Regions from separate parts of the Mus musculus genome. Here region 1 is linked to region 2. The links are chromatin contacts, called in public promoter capture Hi-C maps. All regions are on one chromosome and are shown on one strand. The core of a region is the stretch at or near the end of the contact, and the rest is flanking DNA. Distances in the headings are between cores, read along the strand shown.

What was found. Promoter capture Hi-C pulls out the DNA fragments that hold promoters and counts their contacts.
Region 1: a promoter capture Hi-C map of macrophages shows a contact between it and region 2, with 5 read pairs. A contact is called at or near these places in 1 of 39 promoter capture datasets (macrophages), 1 of 484 Hi-C or Micro-C datasets (uterus), 8 of 130 datasets of targeted methods (embryonic fibroblasts, embryonic stem cells, extraembryonic endoderm stem cells and 5 more) and 3 of 9 other capture datasets (adipose tissue, liver and pancreatic islet).

The regions. Positions count from the first base shown.
Region 1 is chr19:10,016,603-10,022,614 of GRCm38.p6, reverse strand. It overlaps Rab3il1 (RAB3A interacting protein (rabin3)-like 1), which reads right to left and starts at 4,421. Exons shown (of 10, transcript NM_144538.3): 1 at 4,256-4,421. The coding sequence starts at 4,266.
Region 2 is chr19:9,951,097-9,957,243 of GRCm38.p6, reverse strand. No RefSeq gene overlaps it. Among named protein-coding and RNA genes, the nearest start is that of Gm36913, 6.5 kb to the right of the region's middle.

The sequences.
Region 1 (6,012 bases), core at 3,172-5,671, 66 kb before region 2:
TGAGGAAGTTGGAGACAGTGCCCAAGTAAGGGAGGAGTGGTGAAGGGTGATGCCCAGGGCTTCCTTGCCTGCTGGGCAGGACTTAGCTGAGGGAGGACACACAGGCAGACAACACACTGTAGGGGGTCCATGAGCATGGGTAGGAGTGGAGCGGGAGTTGGGTAGAAGAGAAGGTAAAATATGCAGTACGGTAATTGATTAACTAAGCTAATTTAAAACCGAGGGAAAGGTGAATGAGAATTGTGGGATGGGAATGAGGAAGTGGGAAGGGGTCTTCCAGGAAGCGAAAGGGGGTAGCTCAGGCTTTTGGGAAGTAGAGTGCTGTGGGTGGTTAAAGGGAAAAGGCAGGACCGTAGCAGCTGTTGGGAGGCATCATTGGGAACAGCCAGAATTGAGCCTGGGCTTAGGGGTGGGTGGCAGAGGGGGACCCTGAGATCAGAGACACATCTCATCTCTTTGGTAGTAGGTTCAAGAGTTGGGTCAGAACCCAATGAGTCAAGGCAAAGAGACACAAAGGGCAGGAAGAAGATGGGCCTAAGCCACTGTGACAGAGGGGAGTTGGCACATGGGGGTGGGGTTGCAAGAGCAGCAGCAGGGCCTAGTAGGAGGAAGAGATCAAGAGACTAAGTAGGTGGCCAGGCCAGATTCTTCCTGCCACTGCCACTGCCACTGCCCCCACCCCAGGCCAAACTAGCTCAGTCTAGGAGGGGACACAGCCTTCTGTCTCTCCACTAACCAGGCCTAGATAAGAGAGAATCGTATGCTCTACTGGTACAGGCTTTTGAGGGGCTCCCTATACATTTAGTCCAAGATATCATCTCTCTCTCTCTCTCTCTCTCTCTCTCTCTCTCTCTCACACACACACACACACACACACACACCTTTGACATTTATAGCATGCACCTAGTGAACACCTACTTGGCCAGCTTCCACACCCTGATCCTTCCATAGGTGCAAGGAAGATTTCAGGAGCCACCATGGCATCCCCTCCTCACCATCTATTTTGCTTTGTACCCTCCCCTCCTCATTTCCCAAGGTTTTCCGAGGATACATCCAGTTCCCAGGCCTGGAGAGGCAGGGCTCTACTGAGGGTATCTGGTCAGATCCTACACACAAAAGTACAGGGTAAGGAAGAGAAGGCAAGATACTTCCATCTGTTGAAGGGCCAGGGTTGAGTGGGGAGAGCATCTGCCTGATCCTGGGGCCCTCAGTCCCCTGACTTAGGTCTCATGGCAGAAGCTCTTGGGGCAGTGAAGGCCCAAAACAGGTAAGTGACTTGCTCAAGACTGCAGAGCCCAGACACCTGCAACTGTGGAACTCCCTAGTCGCTGGCCAGGGGTAAAGGCATGGCCTTTAACTCCTGGGAGGCAGGGTGATCTCCATTAGAATTTGGGTCTCCCTAGAGATATGTATGATTTGTCCTATCCAGGAAGTGGAGAAACTGAGACCAGCTGGTCACACCAATGTCGTGTGGCTGCCCAGTGGGACAGAACCAGTGCAGAACTCAGTCTCTGGACTCTGCCAACGAACCATAATGTTCCCAGGACTGTGTTAGGTTCAGAATTCTCAAAATATCATCCTCACTCCATCACCTAGAGTGGGCTTGGCCCCCAAGACCACAGGCCTATGAAACTGTAAGAAATGGTGGAGGGGAAGCCCAGTCTGTCTGTCTGTCTGTTTGGGGCAGTGGAGCCCCTGAAAGTGAGGTTAGATAGCTAGGCATAGCAGTGCAGCATCCAGGAGGCTAAGCCAAGAGGATTAAAAATTCTAGGTGAGGACCAGTGAGATGGCTAAGCGAGGAAAGGGGTTTGCTGTATAAGCTCGGGGGCCTCATTTTGATCCCTAAAACCCACATAAAAAGTAGTAGGAGAGTACCAACTGCACAAAGTTGTCCTCTGACTTCAACATGTGTGTGATGACACATGTGCTCTCTCCCCTCAACTTACACACACACACACACACACACACACACACACCATACTAATAAAAATTTCTTTAAAAAGAATTCCAGGGGCTGGCGAGATGGCTTAGTGGTTAAGAGCACCCGACTGCTCTTCTGAAGGTCCAGAGTTCAAATCCCAGCAACCACATGGTGGCTCACAACCATCTGTAATGAGATCTGACTCCCTCTTCTGGAGTGTCTGAAGATAGCTACAGTGTACTTACATATAATAAATAAATAAATCTTTAAAAAAAAAAAAAAAAAGAATTCCAGGTCAGCCTAATCTATATGGTAAGAACCTGTGTCCAAAATAAAGCAAACCAAAATGACGCTAAGGTTGGTTACACAGCCCCGCTGCCCGAGTCCTTGCGCAGAGCACAAAGCTCTAGATTCCATTCTCAGCACTCCTAAGCCAGGCATTGTGGCACATGCCTGTCGTGCCAGTACTTGGGAGATGGAGAGAGGGACTCATCCTTGGCTAAATGGGGAGTTTGAGGCCAACCTAGGCTACATGAGACCCTGTACCCACTTCCCCTACTCCAAAAATCAGACTCGTGTTGCCATTAATTCAGAGTTCAAGGTTTACCCTCAGAAGGATCTCTACTCCTGGCTCCTACAGGGCCCAGTCACTTCTGCTTATCGCCATTTAGGACTCTGCCATAAACAAAACACCATAGCTCAGTTCAATTTACAGTAGGAAGCCAACCTCCAGAAACCCCAGAATGGCCGGGCTCCAAGCTTTCCTGGGCTAGGATACATACCTCCTAGGATATACCTCTTAGAGCTGACATGACCCGGAGCATGGTCCCTCTCACCTTCTGCAGGGAGTGGAGTGCTCCAAGGCCCCTAAGTCCCCAGAACATTCTAGACACTCAGACTCGGATCCCTATGTCCAAGGGCTGGGAAGACGGCTCAGTGGGTAAGAAGGCTCTCTGTGTAAGCCTGAGGACCCAAGTTCAGATCCCAGTGTGGTCATCATATGCACCAGCAAGCTCAGCACTGCGAGGGGACACAGCACCGTGAGAATCACTGGCATATACTCGCCACCAGCTTGGCTCAACAAGTTCCAGGTTCAGTGAGAGACCTGGGAATACAGAGAGAGACAGGACACCTGACATCTCCTCTGACCCTCCTCCTCCCCCAAAGTGCTCAAGCTGGCTCCAACCCAGAGAAGGGGGTGTTGTTACCCTGAGGGCCATACAGCAATTGTCTCGGTCCACCCAGCAGAAAGGCTCACAGCTTCCTTCAGACCAGGCTGCTCCTCAAACACACAGCCCCAGGCACATGCATTCCTCCAAGCACAATTGCCTCCACCAGAGGCAGGCACCAGGAACCCACCCAAAACACTTCCCAAGCCTAGCTAGCCTCCTTCCCTGGAGCAACTCTCCAAGAAACACAGGCTGACTTCTGCTCCCTCTAAAAGATCAAGCCAGCCCACACCCCACAGGAGCTCAGTTCTAGTGCCCTGGCCGTGTCGAAGCTGCATGGTTCCCCTAGCATTTCGACTCCAATCAGCTGGGGTCCGTGAGAGTAAATAGATCTCACCTGTTCCCCTCCCCAGGGCTCTCCTCCTTCCGCCTATCCTCTGCCTATCCTGAAACAGTCCTTAGCAGGAACAACCGCAAGACCTAGTCTTTGCAGTCCTGGAAGGAGGAGGCGTTTGTCTATTTAGACAAGAAAGAACATCAACCTATGTGAACAGGGAGCAAGGTCTCCTCCTATTAGACTGGCCAAGAACAGGAGTCAGCTTCAAGAACCGATGGCCCTAACAGATGGAAGTGAGGATGAGGGGTGGGAAAGGGGTTCACCCAGGACTCAGGGTCTGTGCCTATCTCCCTCCAGACTGTGGGAAGGTACCACCCACCTCACATCTTGAATCAGAAGGTTCTAGTCAACTAGCTAGGGATGGACCTTGGAGAGACACAGCTAGCTTTCTCAACTGCACTGCTTCTCCAGAGTTCATGGGTGTGCTCTCCTTTAAATACGTGCCCCAGATTTACTTTTGAGGTATGCATACTACTATGCACCACCCCCACTACCACTTCTCTCATGCACTCCACTGGAGCTAGGAGTTGGAGGGGGTCACCCTTCTCACCCTGGGGCAACTCAGATCGGTCCTGCCAAGGTCCTTTCAGCTCTCGGGCTGCAGTGTGTCCTCATGCTACAATGCACCTCGCTGCTGCAGGCAGGGCTGAGAGTACAGATTATCTCCCAAGTGGGGTGCAAACAACAGCAGTGAGCCCCTGTTCACCCATCCCAGGAGGCCAGCACGGCCCAGACGGAGCGCAGAGCCACCGGCGTGCAGGGACCTACCCGCTCCACATCCCAGCGTCTCCGCCGTAGCCGCGTCCTCGCGCGCCGCCAACTCTGCCGGGGGCCCCAGAGCTGCCCTGCCGCCTGTCAATCGCTCCACCGCCAGTCTGTCCCGCTGGCCGCCCTGGGTTTGCGGCTCCGCCCCACCGGAGCCCTTCCCCTGCCCTGGGCGGGTCACGTGTCTGAGAGGCGGGCCCCAGGCCACGTGCCCGGTCCCGCCCCTTTGCCGGCCCAGCCCTGTCCCTCTTGCTGCCTGGGGACAATGACCCGCCAGAGTGAACGGGACTGGTTCCATCATCTTGCATCCAGAGCTGGCCTCCGCCTTTCCCTATCACTTTCTGCCTTGCACTTTTGGTCCACCCTTGTTTGAGAACCTACAATGGCTCTCGGGGGTGGTCTCAGCTCTGTTTCTCGCTCAGATTGTCACTCAAAGTGGACAAACAGCTCCTGTACCCTCATTCAGACTTCTAGCCCTGTTACCGGTCTCTGGAGCTCTTAGATGGCATCAATCCCTGATTGACACTGGGCTTCTGGGAAGGGGGCGGGGCAGACCCTGAACAAGTTATCATTCGTTGAGCAGTTTAAGCTAAGAGAGCGCTACCTTGGCCCAATCTTACCAGCTCTACTTCCAGGTCCCTCCTCTTGCATCTCTGAATACTCTGTTCGTCCCTGCCTTTCAAGCCATCCTAAGCACAGGAGACGTCTCTGCCAACTTCGCTAGCACCTGTCTGTCCCAGGTACTTAAAAAAAGATTTGTAAAAAGCTTAGTCACCTGTCCCTCAGTTCCTATGCCCTCCTTTTATCCTGGCTCTAACCACTGACCTGAATGAAGTTCAGCCTCAGATCAGGATCCAATAAGTAGAGCCCATAGTCAACCTCTCCTTGAGTACTGCTAGACCAGCTCCCACAGGCAGCGTCTACAGTGCTCCCTGGGCTTGTAAGAACACATTTCACTCATCCATCTACACAACAGCCGCCCCTTCTGAACTGCTAAGGACCACGTGAAACGAAGAAATTCTCCAGGCTGGAACCCCAGCCTCCCTCTCTCCTTTCCCTTAGCCCCCTCTTCTCTGAGGGTGTTGGTCATGTACCACCTAGATTGGTCTCCAGCTTCTGGGCTGAACTAATACTTTCTCCTCAGCTCCCTCAGTGACTACGACCACACGCTTGGCTTATGGAATTCCAGTATGGTAAATGGTAGGAGAATGGGAGACCTGCTTTAAAGGACCTCTACTGCCAGAACCTTGACTTGCCTAGGACCCATCTTCACCAACTAATAGTGGCTCTTTTCAAAACAGAAAAGCCAGGGTGTGGTGGCACACACCTTTAATCCCAGCATTCTGGAGGCAAAGACAGGCAAGATCTCTGAGTTCAAGGCCAGCCTGCTCTACAATGTGAGTTCCAGGACAGCTAGGACTGTTACACAGAAAAACTCTGTCTCAAAAAGCCAAAAAAACAAACCAAAATAAAACCCTGCAACAACAAAAGAACCCCCCCCCCCAAACAACACAACACAACACAACACAGAAAAAGAGTTAGGCTGGAGATGGCTCAGCCAGAAAGGGTATGCATTGCACTTACAGAGGACCCACGTGTGGTTCCCAGCACCCATATCAGGCAATTCAAAACTCTGACTCCAGCTACAGGGGAATCCTATGCCCTCTTCTTCCCTCTTTTGGCCTCTGTGGGCACCTGCATGAGTGTGTAGAAATCCACAAATGAACATACACACGTAATAAAGTATTCTAAAGAAAGAC
Region 2 (6,147 bases), core at 3,429-5,928:
CCCATGTTGGCCTCATCTGGGTCACCACTCCCCAGGGCCCTTATCTCACTCCCCTGGAGTGAGGAAGATGTGGTTTGGCAGGGGGAGTAAAGCTTTGAGGAGGAGATGGCCTTGCTTTCTATCAGCCTTGTTCTTCCCAGAACTTAGGCAGGTTGGGAGACATTCCACCATCTCTGTCCACTCACACCTTCACCAGCAAGGAGCTGATTGCTCCCCAGAGGCAGTTGGAGCATCCCACTCCCAACAGAGGTGTTTCTGGAGCAGCAGAATCCACACATGCTACTCTCCTTCATTTCATCAAAGACTCCAGCTTCCAGCCAATGACAAATCCATTGCAAATGAGGATGCAATGGTTGCTAATAGGGATGAGAGTGGGACAGTGTTAGTGATTCCCACTGTCTCCTTGGTAACTCCCCTCCCCAGAGATGCCTTTGCTTCTGCTGCCTCTGTGCTCCCAGTCTATAGTCCTTACTGATGCTGGTCACATCTTCGTTTTCCAACTTCCTTTCCCCTCTCCTGGTGGGGAGACTGCATCTTTTTATGTGCTAAGAAGCCAAAGATCACTCCTAGCTCTCTCTTTAGGCCCCTAACAGGGAGCTGGGTACACATAAGGTGACTCAGAGTAGACACCATGGACTCAGAGGACACTAAGCTTGGGAGGCCACTTCTCAGAGCTGGTGGAAGATATCAGGGTTGAGACAGAACTTAAAATGCCTCTGGAAACCTTCGTGTTTTCAAGTTACCATTGTTCCAAATAACAACGGTGCTGGGCACGATGGTATACAGCTTTAATCCAGAAGCAGGCTGAACTCTATGAGTCCCAGGCCAGCCTGGTCTTCATAGTGAGTCCCAGAACAGCCAGGACTACATAGAGAGACCCTGTATCAAAAACCCAACACTCAAAAGAATTACAATTAGGCAATACATTCTGTCTGTCTATCTATCTACTTGCTTATTTTGTTTCTTTGAGACAGGTTTCACCGTGTAGCCCTGGCTGTCCTGGAACTCATTTTGTAGATCAGGCTGGCCTCAAACTCAGAGATATGCTTACCTTTGCCTCTTGAGTGGATTAAGGGTGTGTGCCACCGTGCCAGGCCTCATTTTGGTTTCTTGAGACAAGGTTTTTTTTCTGTGTAGTCCTGGCTGGTCTGGAACTCTCTGTAGACCAGGTTGGTCTCAAATTTAGGGATCCACCTGCCTTTGCCTCCCAAGTGCAGGGATTATGTGCTAGGCACATAAGTTCTAACTCACCTGATTTAGAAATCCAGGGGAAATTCTGGGGCTGTAGGAAGGGAAAGAAAGGAACACCATTCCAGTCTGTTTCACTCCTTTCAACATCTGAGAAGCAGACATCCCAGCACAGCATCTGCTGTGAAAGTTGTGGCCACAAAGATGCATCTCTTTCACATACAGATTTTCTATGCTATAATAGCAGTAAACTAGATTTGTGGCCTTAGCTAGAGCCCCTCTCTTTCCCTGGACATAGTCTTATGTTTACAGTGAAGACATTTTGTCTTCCTGTATCTGGGATCTAGAATGTTACCTTATCCATTGGAACCTTATCTGTGCACCTCAGGACCACCCTGTGGGTTCATTTGGTTTTCTTAGAAACCCTTTCAAGAGAAGACATTTAGAACCAACCTAAATGCTATACGTGGCTATTGTAAAGACAGCAGGCTGTGTCTCTTAGATAAGCCACCCTGTGCTCTCTGCTGTGTCTTCTCTAGCTTTTCTCATTTTCTTTTAACACTTGTGTATTTAAAACATATTTTTAAAAAAATCTCTCTCCAGGCAGTGGTGGAACAATGAGTACCTTTAATCCCAGTATTAGGGAGGCAGAGGTAGACAGATCTCTGAGTTTAAGGCCAGCATGGACTACAGAGACCAGGACAGCCAGAGCTTCACAGAGAAACCCTCTTTCAAAACACACACACACACACACACACACACACACACACACACACACACCTCTTTTAATAAACCTGAACCGTCCTTTACAGTGTCTAGTTCTGAAATTCTTTTCTGCTGTGAAGCTAGGAATCTCGAGTTTGCCAGAGTGGTGTTCTCTGAGAAGAGCCCTGGGGTTGCTGCTGGTGACAGACTGCCCAGGAGAGGGAGGGAAGGCTACACATTACAGCAGCCCGAGGCCAAGTGAGTGGGGTTTCCAGAAGAAGCAAAACTTCAACTTCCTCACCAGCAGGGACACACAGACCAGGTAGGCAGAGCAGTAGTCATCTCTGCCTGCACTTCACAAGCTCCAGCTCTCCAGCCTCTGAGAGACCCATCCGCTCCCTCTTCTCTTCTCTCTGAGGTAGCTGTTAGCTACCTTAGGAGTCATCCCAGCGATGCCCAGGCGTGGACAGAAGGGTGTGGGGGCTAGGGTAGTTGTAGAATAAAGGAAAGGAGAAAAGAAACAGACAGAAAAAATTTCCCGGCAGAACTGTGGCCTTTGCTGTCTTGCTGTTCTCTGTTAGTATTGAGCAATAGCCCTGAATCAGGGCCAAGGCCGGTGCTCAACAGTGCCTCCAAACGAATCTGCTGGAAGAAGACTGTGTTTTTTCAGTGTTTTTCAGGCCCCTAAAAGGGCCTCCCTCTCTGCCCATCTCCCCCTCCCTCTCAAATTCTTCCCGCCCACAGGACCCAGCTCTTTCTGTCCCATGATGGGTGTAGAGGAAGTGGGATAGCTGCCTGCCAGCACTCCTCCCAGGCAGCTGGCTGCCCACTGTGGGTCATAGTGTACGGAAAGATCCCAGGGCAATGGTTCAGACACCAAATGGCAGCCCCGGGGCAGAGGGTTTTGCTCTTGCCTAAACCATACAGTGCTGCGCAGAGATTTTGTTTTTAGGATGGCTTATTGGTCTCTGACAAGAAGATATGGGGCTGCTAGCCCCTTTGGGGATAGTAACTTCCAGATAATTTTCAAGAGTCAGTTTTTAGGGGTGGGGAGATGGCTGAGTCAGTATGTACTTGCCGTGCTAGCATGAGGAGCTGAGTTAGATTAAGATCTCACATAAAAAGCTGGGTGTGGTAGCACATGTCACCCTAGAGACAGGAGGATCACTAGGACTTTCTGGGCAGCCAGCCTAGTTAGTTGGTATGATCCAGGTTCAGCAAGAGATGCAGTCTCAAAAATAAAACAAGTAAGGTGGAGGGCTGGGCATAATGACACCTATCTTTAATTTTAATTCTAGCATTTGAGTGGCAGAGGTAGAGAGTCCCAGGCCAATCATACACATACTAACATGCAAACACACTTACCCACCCCACAGACACATTTACGTTTAATGTTTATTTGACTTGGACAGTTGGTTGAATGAGCAGCCATTTGCACTATGGGCATAACTACTTTTTTCAAAGAGGTGGTCTGGGCAGAAGGATCCTAAGTTTGAGGCCAGAGTGGGTTGCATAAGTGGTTCAAGGCCAGCCTAAACTACCTAGTGAGATCTTACCTCAAAGCAAACAAAAACAAAGAACCCTCAACGAGCTAGAGAAAGTACCCAAGGAGCTAAAGGGATCTGCAACCCTATAGGTGGAACAACATTATGAACTAACCAGTACCCCGGAGCTCTTGACTCTAGCTGCATATGTATCAAAAGATGGCCTAGTCAGCCATCACTGGAAAGAGAGGCCCATCGGACTTGCAAACTTTATATGCCCCAGAACAGGGGAACGCCAGGGCCAAAAAGGGGGAGTGGGTGGGTAGGGGAGTGGGGGTGGGTGGGTATGGGGGACTTTTGGTATAGCATTGGAAATGTAAATGAGCTAAATACCTAATAAAAAATGGAAAAAAAAAACCCTCAACAATGAAAACTCAATCGAAAAATGAGCATAGGGCTTGAACACAGACCTCTCAAGACTCTAGAGTCTGGAGAACACGCATAAACTATCAGCTCTATTTTTTAACCTTTCTTGTTGCTATGGCAAAAGCAACCTGAGAAAAGGACAGTTACTCAGCTTGTGGTTTAAGAGGCCATAGACTGTCATGAGGGGCATAACAGACTTCACATGCAGCTGGGACCCCACACCTCTGGGCCATGCAGACAGCAAGACATGTTGACTCTTGACGCTTCATCTCCCCTCCTGTTCAGACCAGGCCCCTAGTCTAAGGACAGAACTGTGACACCTTCCACCTGTTCACACTATCCTCACCCAGGTGACTTCTGTCTCCGCTGATGGCAACCTCCAGGGACTGCTAGTGAGAAGTGTTTTGTTGAGTCCTGATTCCCAGAGATAGAAAACAGGAAACTGATGATGCAACCCACCAGATTACACATTAGAGTCCTGGACCACCTCTCAAAGGGTAGCAGGAAGTTACAGAGTAAACGCTGTCTGGGGAAAACAAATGTCTATTCATCCCAAAACGGGCTCCAACAAAGACCAAAGAAGCTATTCCACCAGTCCTGGTTAATTTTTGTCCCCTTGGCACAGCTTGAATCATCCGGATAGAGGGAACCTCAGTTGAGAAAATGGCTCTATCCCACTGTCCTGAAGGCAAGCTTGTGGGGCATTCTCTTGATTTATGATTGATGTGAGAGAACCCGGCCCACTGTGGGTGGTATCATCCCTGGACAGGTGGTCCTTGGTTCTATAAAAAAATCAGGCTGAGCAAACCGTTGGGAGCTAGCCAATAGCAGTGTTTCTCTACTGTCTTTGTTTCAGTTCCTGCTTTCAGGTTCCTGCCTTGAGTTCAGACTCTGACTTCCTTCCTGATGACGTGGGAGTCAAATAAAAGTCTGTCCTCCCTAAGTTTCTTTTGGTCATGGAGTTTCTTTGCAGCAATAATAGCTTAAGACACTACTCAAGCCCAGCTTTGTGAGTCAGTGAGTTTAGTAAAGGTTAATTGCAGGATTATGAGTGAGGGGTTACTTTACAGGGGCATGGGCAACTTATAAGTGGCTAAATCGTTAAATAAAATGTCTTGCATCACCAGTAACTGTTATATATTCTCAGGGAGGGGCAGGGTGTTGGCTTGTACCCTTGGCTGTCTATACATCCTTGAGGTGTTTGGCTTTAGGAGCCCCTCTATCATTCATGATGGAAAGTTAATGGGCCCAATCTTGTTTTGCATCCTATATGTAGCCTAGCTGCAGAGAATTCAAGAGATCAGTGGCCATATCCTTCCCTGGGGATAGTATTTCAAAGCAGTTGTCACTCACACGGGAATGTAGAAGGTAAGAGGTCTTGTGCACAGGGAAGCATTAGAGAAGCCAGGAAACTGAAACATGCATGTGTGAGACCCCGACTTAGAGCGTTTCTCCCTGGAAGGTAAAGCCCCTGGACGTTCCCCAAGCTTGTTTTCCCTTTAAAAATACAGCTAGAAAGAAGCTCTTTGTTCTCTATAGCCAGCAAAAAGCCTTTTTGTTTCTATACTGTACAACCAGAGATGCCTGCCTTCCTGTGCCGAGGACCCGGAGATAAAAATTCAGAAAGAACTCACTCCCCACTCCTGCCTTGTAAATTTCACCAAGGACACCTGGATGAGAAGAACTCTTCCCAACTCCTCCCAACTCTCCTCCCAACTCCTCAGCTAGCTGTTAAAAGCCCCCTACTGTCACCGCTCTCTGGGGGGGGGGGTCAAACTCCCCTGACTTGCACAGCAGAGGGACTTCGTCCTCAGCTAGCTGATAATAAAACCTCCTGCAGTTTGCATCAGGTGTGGTTTTCTCTTGAGATGTTGGGGTGTTGGCCAGCTCATCCCGGGACTTGAGCAGAGGCCCAGCATGGGGGGGGGGGGGTTCCTTACACATGCTTGTCTCTTCAACAAAAGGAGGTGTTTGCCTGTTTTCTCCCAGAATGCTGACTGGGAAAGGAGGTAGTTTACAACCTGGTGATTTTTTTTTTTTTTTTTTTTGCTATCTGTAGGACCAAGCTTCACCTGAATTCCCCAGAAAATTGTTTATCCCAGACTTTTCCCTTGTAGATCTTGAATGTAGCTTCTTAGTCCGTAAAACCCATCTTTATGAGAGATATTACTTACATTTACAACAGCCCAAGTGATTTCTATGTTGTCTTAGGGCCAGGACAATCCTGACTGCCACAGACATTATGTTTACCTCAGTCATTCTCCCTAGACCCTTGTCTTGACCATTATTTCCAAGTTAACAGAATCCATATTTATGAAAGATGAAAGAACGAGTTTTAATGTAA